2 separate regions of the Rattus norvegicus genome follow, and region 2 is linked to region 1. A link is a contact called in public Hi-C data. All regions are on one chromosome and are shown on one strand. Each heading gives the region's core, a stretch centred on a gene start, on an enhancer-like site or on the middle of the called end of the contact. The rest is flanking DNA. Distances are from core to core; before and after follow the strand shown. Region 1 has its middle 90 kb from the start of Glul. Region 2 has its middle 49 kb from the start of Zfp648.

The links. Hi-C and Micro-C count contacts between places; a contact is called where the count stands out from the background.
Region 2: a Hi-C map of liver shows a contact between it and region 1, with 3 times the contacts expected there. The contact joins two enhancer-like sites. A contact is called at or near these places in 3 of 12 Hi-C or Micro-C datasets (kidney and liver).

What each region holds. Positions count from the first base shown.
Region 1 is chr13:68,663,096-68,668,188 of GRCr8, forward strand. No RefSeq gene overlaps it. Among named protein-coding and RNA genes, the nearest start is that of Glul, 90 kb to the left of the region's middle. Within about 2 kb of position 2,821, at least 5 of the 93 cell types and tissues checked have an H3K27ac peak or open chromatin away from gene starts, as enhancers often do. A contact at or near this core is called in liver, where this site is marked.
Region 2 is chr13:68,835,596-68,840,645 of GRCr8, forward strand. No RefSeq gene overlaps it. Among named protein-coding and RNA genes, the nearest start is that of Zfp648, 49 kb to the right of the region's middle. Within about 2 kb of position 2,711, at least 84 of the 93 cell types and tissues checked have an H3K27ac peak or open chromatin away from gene starts, as enhancers often do. A contact at or near this core is called in liver, where this site is marked.

The sequences.
Region 1 (5,093 bases), core at 1,571-4,070:
CCAAGAGTTCTGGGCACCATGTGCTGCGGGTTCAGAGAGAGTGATGGCGTGAGCTGGGAAGGTTTTGAGAAGCAGGAGAAACATGAGTCAGATCTGGAACATGGCTAGGATTTGAGGCAGAGAGGAGTTACGTTCAATGGCGGACAGAATGAAGCAAATGGAAAACCCAGCTGTGAGTGGGAGAACACGGGCACAAGCCAGTATGATTGCAGACATGAATCCTAGGAGGTGAGGAGGGGAAAGATGGTGGCCTCAGGCTGGGGTGGGGAGAATGGGGAGCCAGGCTAAGAACTTCAGATTATAGGCAAGGTCTTCTTCATTGTGTATTCTGAGCCATTCATGCTTGTTCCACCTCTACCGTGCAGTTTTAAAACATCACTATTCCTTAGCATTTACACATGGCCTGCACTATTTTCTTTGCTGTATAGTCTGTCACTGTCATACTGTGCTCTAAGCAAGATTGCAGATTCCATAGGGCAGGTCACTTAAGGGTTACACAAACTGCATGATTCAGGGGAGGCAGCCTGCCTTAGAGGCTGGAAGGTAAGGAAGATTGGAGGAGAAACACCGAGAGGCTATTTTAAATGTGCTGGATATCTGGACCTCTATATAGCTGGTATTATTTCCAGCAACAATTTCACCATTTCAAAAAACAGAACCACTACCCAACAAAGCTCTGTGAAATTAAAAAAACAAACAAAAACCCAGAACCACAATGTATCCCCTACTCCTCTCATAGTTTAGCATCCCTGCCTTTTGAGCACCAGCTGCCTGTTCTCATCTTTGACCCCAGGAGGAAATCAACCAGGAGCCTTGGGAGTCAGGTGACTAAGGGCAGGAGACAAGCCCTGTGCAGAACAAACAAGGCCTGCTCTCATGTTTGCTTTGGTTTAAAGAGTTACTGGGGATCCTGTGCTAACCTTTTAGTTTTGCAGGGAGCTTTGGTCTCTTTTCAAAAAGCTGTTCCAAAGTAGCAGTTTCTTCACGGGACCTGTCAGACAAATCCTTAAAATAGACCTTCTCTGTGGTCAGCAAGTGTGGCAGCAAGAACACCAGGGCCATTGGCCCCAGTCATGTGTCAGGACAGTGGCCATTCAGGAGTATTTACTTTTGATTTTTCATCTTGGTATATCTTTAAGCCATATTCTTCAATGACTCCAACCACCTCTAAGTAGTTGACTCTTCTCCTGGGAATCTGTGCCCAGATGTGACTAGAGCCCTTTATGGCAGGACATGCACACCAGGGGTCTCATTGTTCTAGAACCCCTTGCTTTGGTCTTACGGTACCTCTTGACCTTCTTATCTAGAAAGAAAAGATGAGACTGAGGGTGAATCTGAGTAAGAGCTCATTTGTTATCACTTCTAGAAGAAAAACAGGGCAAGATTCCTCTTTAACAGGGGCCCACTCATACTACCAGGTGTCATGGTTGGGGCTTTGACTGGCCTTGCAGATGTGAACTACATCTGGTTAATTCCTCTCCCTCATGTACACTTCCCGCTGAGTCTGTTTGGCTTTTTACAGGCACCTCCAAGTCACAAGTGTGTGAACCTTGTAGGAGTCATTTCCCCTGGTCTCTGCTCATCATGTTCTTTCTGATTATGAGTCTCTCCCTGTATCCATTTAAAGCCTTCCTACACTTCAAGGCCAGTACAAACCTCCCTCCTCTGCAAAGCCTTTCCAGAATGTTCCTCACATTTAGTGCTAGCACTGATCTTGTTTTAAGTGGGTTAGATTGGCTTCATCAGATGGCTTTCAAATTCTAGGAGGATAGAGGGCCTATCGAATCCTTTCCCAATAGTATTCCAACCACCCCCAAGACTCCTTTCCTATCTGCTTCCACTGTTCCTTTGTTCACTTCTGACCAGCTCCTAACTAATTGAATGAAGGCAGAGATCCATTCATGCTTGCTGATTGGTTGATTTATTCAGAGCTTACATTAAAAAGAAGAAAATAATAAAGCAAAATAATAAAAGGTTGAGTGTGATCGATGCACCCTGTTCTGCGCCTTTGAAAAGGAGTACATCGAAACCTATAAAAGCCTTCGTGTATGTTTCTCTCATTTAACCACCCACCAAGAGATTCTGACTCTAGCCTCTGCCTTCCTCAGAATAATTCACCCATAAGTAGACACTAATTAGCATCTGTTAGTGGTACCTACCTGGGCACTGGGGAGATGGCTTAGTAGTTAGCAGCACTCACTGACTCTTTCAGAGGACGCAGGACGCAGGACCCAGTTCCCAGTTCCCAGCACCCACTATGGCTTTCAACCATCTGTAACTCCAGTTCTAGGAGACCTAATGTCCTCTTCTGATTTCTACAGGTTCCTGCATGAATGTGATGAACTTCTATATACTCAGGCACACACACATAAAATAAAATGAGATATTTTTGTTTTGTTTGTTTTTTGAGACAGGGTCTCTCTATGTAGCTCTGGCTATCCTAGACTGCAGACCAAGCTGGTTTTGCACTCACAGAGATCCACCTTTCTTTGTCTCCAAAGTGTTAGGATTGAAGATATGTGCCCCACATGCAGCTAAAATAACGGGAAGTGAAGAGAGCTGTGGGCAATTGTAAGAGATGACAAAGGAGAACCAAAGGTTCAGGGACCAGAATGAAGGGCTTCGGCTTTCAAGAGCACAGATTGATTCTCAAAACAAGTCCTGTTGACTTAATGCTATGAAAAGGACCAATCACACAAGTGGAGCCCCAGCCCTGAGCACCTGAAGAGACTTCTGGGTGAGGGGAGGTGGCCCTAAGCCCTGTCTGAGGGATGGCCAAAACTACCGGTCTGTGTAACAGTCGGGAAAGGTTCCCGAAAAGAGCTAAATTTAGCCCGGTGCCTGAGGGCATGAACTTCAGAGGAAAAGGGCAAATGAGGAATCACTCAATGTGCCAGAGAGAGAGAGACCAGCAAGCTGTACCCACGCCTGGTGGTTTACAGTAACAGCCAAAAAGGACTGACTGTCTCACCGGGTGCTACGGCTATAGCAGCTACCACATGGCTGCCTTATAGCCACAGGCACCTGCTTGTGCGCGTCTCTGTCTCTGAGGGAGTTTACACTGAGGACCTAGAGTCTTCCTGGACATTTAGATCAGGAACTTGTCAATCCCTCATGCCTGCTGAGAAAACTGGGAAACGTGAAGTCTCTCAAGGATCTAGGTAAAGGGCTGAGCGTTACAAAAGCATGTCAGCTTGTATCCAAGGAGCTGCAATATTGGAACAAGCAGTTTCCAGTGTGCAATAGCTTGGCGATGTCATGACAGAACAGCACCTACTGATGGAGCACAAAGAAAAGCATCGAGTGCATTGTTGATCTGGACAATGAGTCTAAATTGGGGAAAGCCATAATGAAGGTGGCTTGAGGGCTCTCATGATTAAGAGCATATTTCAAAGTAAGAATGGAGGGCACCTCCTGGGTAGCTAATTTGTAAAGAGTCACCCTTTTGTAAAGAGTCACTCGGTCCTCAGAGGTGAGTATCAACACCAACGTACAGATGTGGCTGCCAGCTCCAAAGCCTGAGTTCTTCTGCATGGTTCTCTCTGTTCTCCATGGTTGCAGAGTCTCATCCAGGAGGAACCTACAGAAAACCAGTATAACCAGAACATAGAGGAAGGGAGGGGGGTTCTTGTTGGTAAGATGTCAGGTTATCTTGGACCAATCAAAAGCTAACAATCTATTGACACCCAGCTTGGTAACTTGCTACCTGAAGTTTCTATTTCCTGTAAAACGGCTAACCTCTGGTGAATACACTTGGTAGGTAAAAGGGGATGCCCCCCACCCCCACCCCCACTCTCTTTGCTTTTAGCATAAGATTGCCTTTCTGCTCCCTGCCCAGTTCCCTTGACCTTTGCCCTCAGCACCAGGAAAGCGCATACTTGCCCAACCTTTATGCCACACAGTTCAGAGCAACACATGCTCTAATCTGGACTAAGTCCACTTAGCAGAGGCATAGGTGGCCCTCTGCTGACCCTTCCTGGAGACTCTCGTATTGCCAGGGTTCTCCCATCTGTGCTAATGGGAATGGGGAGAGGATGAGGCGAAACAGACAGAAAACTGTTCTTCCACTGTTAAGTCAGGAAGTGGCCCCTCAGGTAAGCACCATGTCTTCCTCCACTTTTAGCTCCTCCCATTTCTTTGCGTCACTGACCATTAGCTTCCTGAGACATATTCAACACCAAAGAGGCCGGCAAGCATCAAGGCACTCCTTCCCAGTTCCAGACATCTAAGACCTGTATTCAGAGATTGCCTGGCCCCCATTGGTCCCTTGGTTTCCTTTGCTCTTCCTGTCTGAAGGCTACTGTTCCTAACAGCTGTGTCTTGGGCATTTTTCTCTTCTTAAGGATCTCAGGCTCTCTGGTCCGGAAAAATCTCACCCTTTGGTGTGATTGTGATCATTGATCATGTTGCGATCTCTCTTTGCAGTCCCAACATCTGCTCCTTCACTAGACACCTCCACTTGGAAGTCTGGAGACACAGTGGGTCTTTACAAGTGGTTCAATCGGAGGGGGCCCAATTTGTAGCTCAAAGGCTAACATCCCAGGCAGGGGAAAGCCTCTGGGTTCCTGGCCCCCTTTACCCTTGTTGCCTTGTGAGGTCAGTTGGAGCGCTGAAGTGTCGAAAGACTTGAGATTACCATCCTGACTACCTCTAACATCTATTTGTCTCTGGGAAGATTATAGGACAAACTGAGGTACGCAGGATGCAGTCCCGATCGGAATTCTAGTTCTGGTTTGGGGCATGACCCTTTGCCCCTCTGAGTCTCTGGAGGAGGTTGAGCTGGATGATATCAAAAGTCTTCTGAATTCACATTTCAGTGGGAGACATCCCCAGCACTTCCGGGCGTGAGAATTGTCTATGCTGCTCAGCTGATGGTTTTTGCTGAGTTGATGCTGTCACCTTCTGCAATGTAGCAGACTTCATTCTGTGTCTTATAGCTTTGTCCTGACTTCCATGGAAGGGGCTGGAGACTAGCTGCTGGCTTCAACACTATCCATCTCACCTTTGTGTATCATTTTTATGAGTTTAAAATTTGTTATTTGACAATTTTATGTCTGTATTTAATACATTATGATCATGATCTCTCTTCCTAT
Region 2 (5,050 bases), core at 1,461-3,960, 170 kb after region 1:
GAAACATCCCAGGAAATCGAGGATGATTCATCTGGAGATGAAGTGGGTGCCCATGAATAGAACATCAGCCAGGCATCGGGAAGGCACCTTGGAGGCAAGACCTGGATCACAGAGGACCTGAAAGGCCGCTGCAAGGCATCTGGTCTTTACTTTGTCTCTTAGAGTCTCTATTGCTGCGATAAAATGCATGAGCAAAGCAACTTTGGGAGGAAACATTTCATTTCACATTGTGGTTTGTAAATCTATCACTGAGGGAAGCCATGTCAGGAGTTCAGGGCAGAAACCTGGAGGTAGGAAGTGGGGAGTGCCTCGGAGGAGTGCTGTTTACTGACTTGCTTCTCTTGGCTTGCTCAGCCTGCTTTTTTATGCCATCCAGCATCACCACCTGCTCAGGGGTGGTGCCACCCACAATGGGTTAGGCCCTCCCTCAGTACCCAACAGGTGACTCGAATGGAAACATGTTCTCAATTAAGATTCCCTCTTCCCAGAGATGTCTAGATTTACGTCAAGTTGACAAAAACCAGCCAGCGCGTCTTGCAAAGGACATAGAGCCACTGGCGGCTCCTGCATGTAAGAGCAGGTGACACATGTAGAATTAAGTGGCCACCTTTCTTAGCCACAAGCATTGACGTGGACTTTTTTCATGTCACTCCCTGCCTTGGGTTCCCCATGGTTCTTGAGGTTTCTATCCTAGTTCTCTTCTGTCCGGTCCACATGGTGAACTTTGTGGTCTGTCAACAGGTGTCGTGGCACAGTGTTGGTGGTTATTTGGTACAACGGATCGAACCATGAACTTCTAGAGACTGTGGCTACCCTGTGGTAACTGGATTTTGATTTAAGGAGGGGGTAAGGAGGACACAGAAACGAAAGTCCAGTCCCCGCCTCCAGGGACATGAGCATTGCGGTGAGGACAAATAAAAGGTTCACATAAAAACATGAGAACAGAGGAGTGAGGGCTGGGTTACTCCCAGCAAGACCAGGGAGGCTGCTGGGAAGGCGCTAGGAGCTGGTGGGGGCAGGCGAGGAGAATGGGAATGTAGCAAAGTGAAGGGACAAGGTCAAAGGTATGGCAGAGCCAACAAGGACACAGAGGTCCAAGGAATGAGGTAAATACTGAGAGATCAACTGTGCAGCATGGCATCGTCAAGGGGTTGAGGCCTGAGATGCGGGCTAGGGGTTAGAAGGAATCAGAACATTCAGGAACATCTGAGCACACCACCATACAAGGTCACATAAATCACTTGCATAACAAAGTGTGTCCAGTCAGTAAATAGATGAGGGTGTGGGCGTATTTGGTAATTGCACCTCGCTGCCAAGATCAACAGTTCGTGCGCACAATTATTCATTAATCTTAACACATGTAAAACATAAGCGCTCAGTACCAGGTACTGGAGAGGCCTATGACCAGGGCTGTATTCCCAATAAAATCACGCACTAGTTTGACCTCTAAGGTGAGACTTCTGAGGGAAACTGTTGAAGGAATAAAGGACTGGAGCCTCCATCCAAAGACCTTTCAGTCTCTGTGGATAGAAACTATCTCCGTCGTATTTCTTTTTCATAAGTACTACCTACACTCTGCTGCCTCACCAAGGTAAGTGGGTCATTCCCAGAAGGAAACAATAGCTTAGATGGAGTGGAGAGTTCATCCTAAGCACGCAAGAACCAGGCAAGTGGAGTGAGTGCCTGAGGAGATTTTGAGGTGGAAGACAGCAGGGAGTGTGAGATCTACAGCCAGTGGGGAGTAGGAGTCATTTTATAGGAACACCAGCTGCTGCTAGTCAATGAGAATCAAGTTAGGATTTTAAAAAAAAAAGTGCAAATTTGTGTTTTCAGCAAGTGACATCTAAAGTTCTTCTCCTCCCAACCCCCACATGCCCAGGACCCAGCATGATGGGCTTGATACCCATATAGAGGAGAAGGCATGTAGGGAGGGAATCATTATTTACTAAGACATGGAGCCCTGACCCAACTACCTTTTGTGATGGACACGACACTGAATTCTGACATCTCTGTGTTTAAAAGGGGGGAAGGAACACCACTGTTCCCACAAATGAGTCAAGGTGGCGAATAGTGTCAGGTGTCAGGGCACCCCCTCCCCCAACACACACACACACACACACACACACACACACACACACACACACACACACACACACACACTTCTGACAGCTCTGGTGCTCAGCTGCTGGATAATCTCTGCCCTCAAGCCTGGACCAGGCTTCAGAACAGCTCCGCCCCCAGCCTGCCCCAGTCCCAGTGTGTGGCAGTTGATGGTTCCCTGGCTGTTTGTTCCGCTGAAGGAGACAGAAGACTGTACTGTGCTGGAATCCTGCCCTACCCATTCCGCACAGCTGCCTCCCCCAGCGCCTGAGAGTTGCTGAACAGACAGAGAATCAAAGATGATTACGGGCTGCTGGAAAACCGTGTGCTTCCGCCTGGCTGCATCTGCCTGCCAAGATGTTATGTAAGCCACAGACCCGTTCAGGCCTGGAACCAAACAATGCCGTTGACAGCCCTTCTGTGACCTGCTCGAAGTGAAGCTTCCAGGATCCCTGCCTGCCTCACCTGGAGTGCACCTGCCCCTGGAGAACCTTGCCCATCCTGCGCTGACTAGCCGCTTTTATATTTGTTTTGGGGTTTCCCGGTCTCTTCTCCCTTCCAGCACAGACGTATGGGTGGGTCAGGGCCAAGAGTTGACTTTGGTCAGATTCCAAGTGACTAAGACATTTTACTTCGGAAAGCTCCATTTCACAATCCAGGGGTTGTTTTTCAGCCTCCTAAGTGAATAATTCACTCTGGCTGTTTAGACACTAGAGCTGAACTCCTGGAGCCCCCAGATGACCTCCTGGCTGGAATGGGGCTGAGTGAGCTGCTCTGATAACCAAAACCTATTGTTCTCTAGCGATCCTAGATATGCCCCAGGGTCCAAGGCACCTAATGGATGCCAAAGAGCTTTTCTTCCAGCATGTCCATGACTTGGTTAAATGTGCTGGCTGCTCAGCGCTTCGGTTTTTTTTTTTTTTTCCTTCCTCTGCATTTTAATGCTAGGAATTCTGCAGATTTCTGCAGTAGGCACACTGGAAAATTCAAACTGACGTAACAGCTGTGCCCACGTTCAAGTGTATGTATTCATGTATGCGAGTGTGTACTTGTTTTTGCGCCTATGTGGCCTCCCGAGGTTGATGGCCCTTTCTCTAGCTCTCTCTTCTCTATACATTGAGACAAAGTCTTTCTGTTGCACCCAGAACTCACACATACAGCTACTCTGGCTCGTCACTTTGCTCCAGAGAACTCCTGTCTCCAGATTCCGATCACTGGAATCACAACAGGAGGACTGCCACCATCGCCCAGGAGTTATGTGGGTTCTGGGAATCCAAGCTCCAATCCTCATGCTTGCATGGCACGATTTACAAGTGCTAAGCCACCCTCTCAGCCTTTGTGTTCAGCATTTGCAGAAGCATAACCATTGCATCCGAAGTGAGCTCCCAGGCCCAGCATTGATGGTGTCCATGCAGGACTTAGACATTCAAACCTCATGGACATGGGTTTCCATTACCCTCCTTTTTGCAACCGTAGCTGGTGGTACACCAGAGTCAGGGCTCGAATCTTGGGACTTGGATTTTGGAGTTGGACTTCACTTGTATGGCAGGCCATAAGACCTTGTGCTATAGTTTGAACATGGCTGCATAAATGGACTATCCTGATCTCCTTTGTTTTCTATACATCACTTTATAACGCACAGGCTCTAAGGGTCCCGTTCTGACCGCCACCTTCATCTGTTCCGTCCTGGAAAGGGTGAGTAGGAGAGCCGCCGCTGCTGAGAACACTCTATTAGGAAGGACTCAGTCTTTGCTCCTGGCCCTCACCTTTCTCATTAATACAGGAAGGGGTGGGAGGAAGCCCTCACAGACCAGGATACCTGCACAGCTATTCAGTTCACTCCCATTCTCCATGGATGGCCAGGATGCCAGATCTAATGACTAACCCAAAACCCCACTCCTAGGAAGATGGCCTGAAAGATCATGTCCTAAGGAGAGCCATTTTGAACATGCTAAAACAGAAAGAAGAGGGGTTGTGGATTTAGCTCAGTGGTAGAGTGCTTGCCTAGCAAGCACAAGGCCCTGGGTTCGGTCCCCAGCTCCGAAAAAAGAAAAGAAAAGAACCCCCCCCCAAAAAAAAAACAGAAAGAAGAAATTGTCTTTTCTAGGTCCTATAGAAGGCCTACCAGCTCCCTCAGTCCACATAAGGGCAGATGTTTATGGTAGCACCCTGTAATCGACCCGGCACTGAGAGACCAACTTGTCTGTTGCCTGAGGACGACTTTATTCAAATACTGTATGGTGCATTCTGAGGCTGTGGAGGAACTGCTCTCCCATAGCTGCTTCTAAATTGGAGACCCCCACCTCAGATTCTGATGTCCTTCTCAAGGAAACCGTTCCCACTTGTTCCCACTGGACCTCAAGATGGTCTGCAGCTGTAAAGGGTGGTTCTGAATGCAGTAGAGTTTGGGCTTTCTTATTCTGCCTTGACCTCTGGTTTGGAGAGGTAACTACCTCTTAGAAGACAAGAGGCCTCTGTGGTGAGCTTGTGCAGCCCCTGCTGGCTTCCCGGATGGTAATTCCTTCATAGTTATTTGTGATTCCACACTAACATTTGGAAGACAAGACCTATGTTTTCTGGATAGGACCAGGAGACTGAGAAGTTTTGAGTTCCTTTCTCTTTGCCGCTGGAGGGGTGCTAGCCTCCTGCCTTGCTGTAAGCCTCCAACAAGGACCCCTAGAACTCCTCCTAGAGAGGGGCAGAGAATGAAATGAAGTGGTGTAATTTTACTTAAAGAAAGGGATTCACAAAGCATGCCCCCCCCGCCCCAATGAGACTAAAAGGAAGCTAGACCAGACAGATAACTAGGAAAAGCTGCACCGTTCAAATGTGGAGGCTGCATTGACCATGTCTCCCTATCCTCATTGTGGAACAGGTAGGATAGGAAGCTCTTAGCACAGTAGAATACTTATGTGTGCCCGAGAATCAGTGGTGCAAATAGACTGGCCAA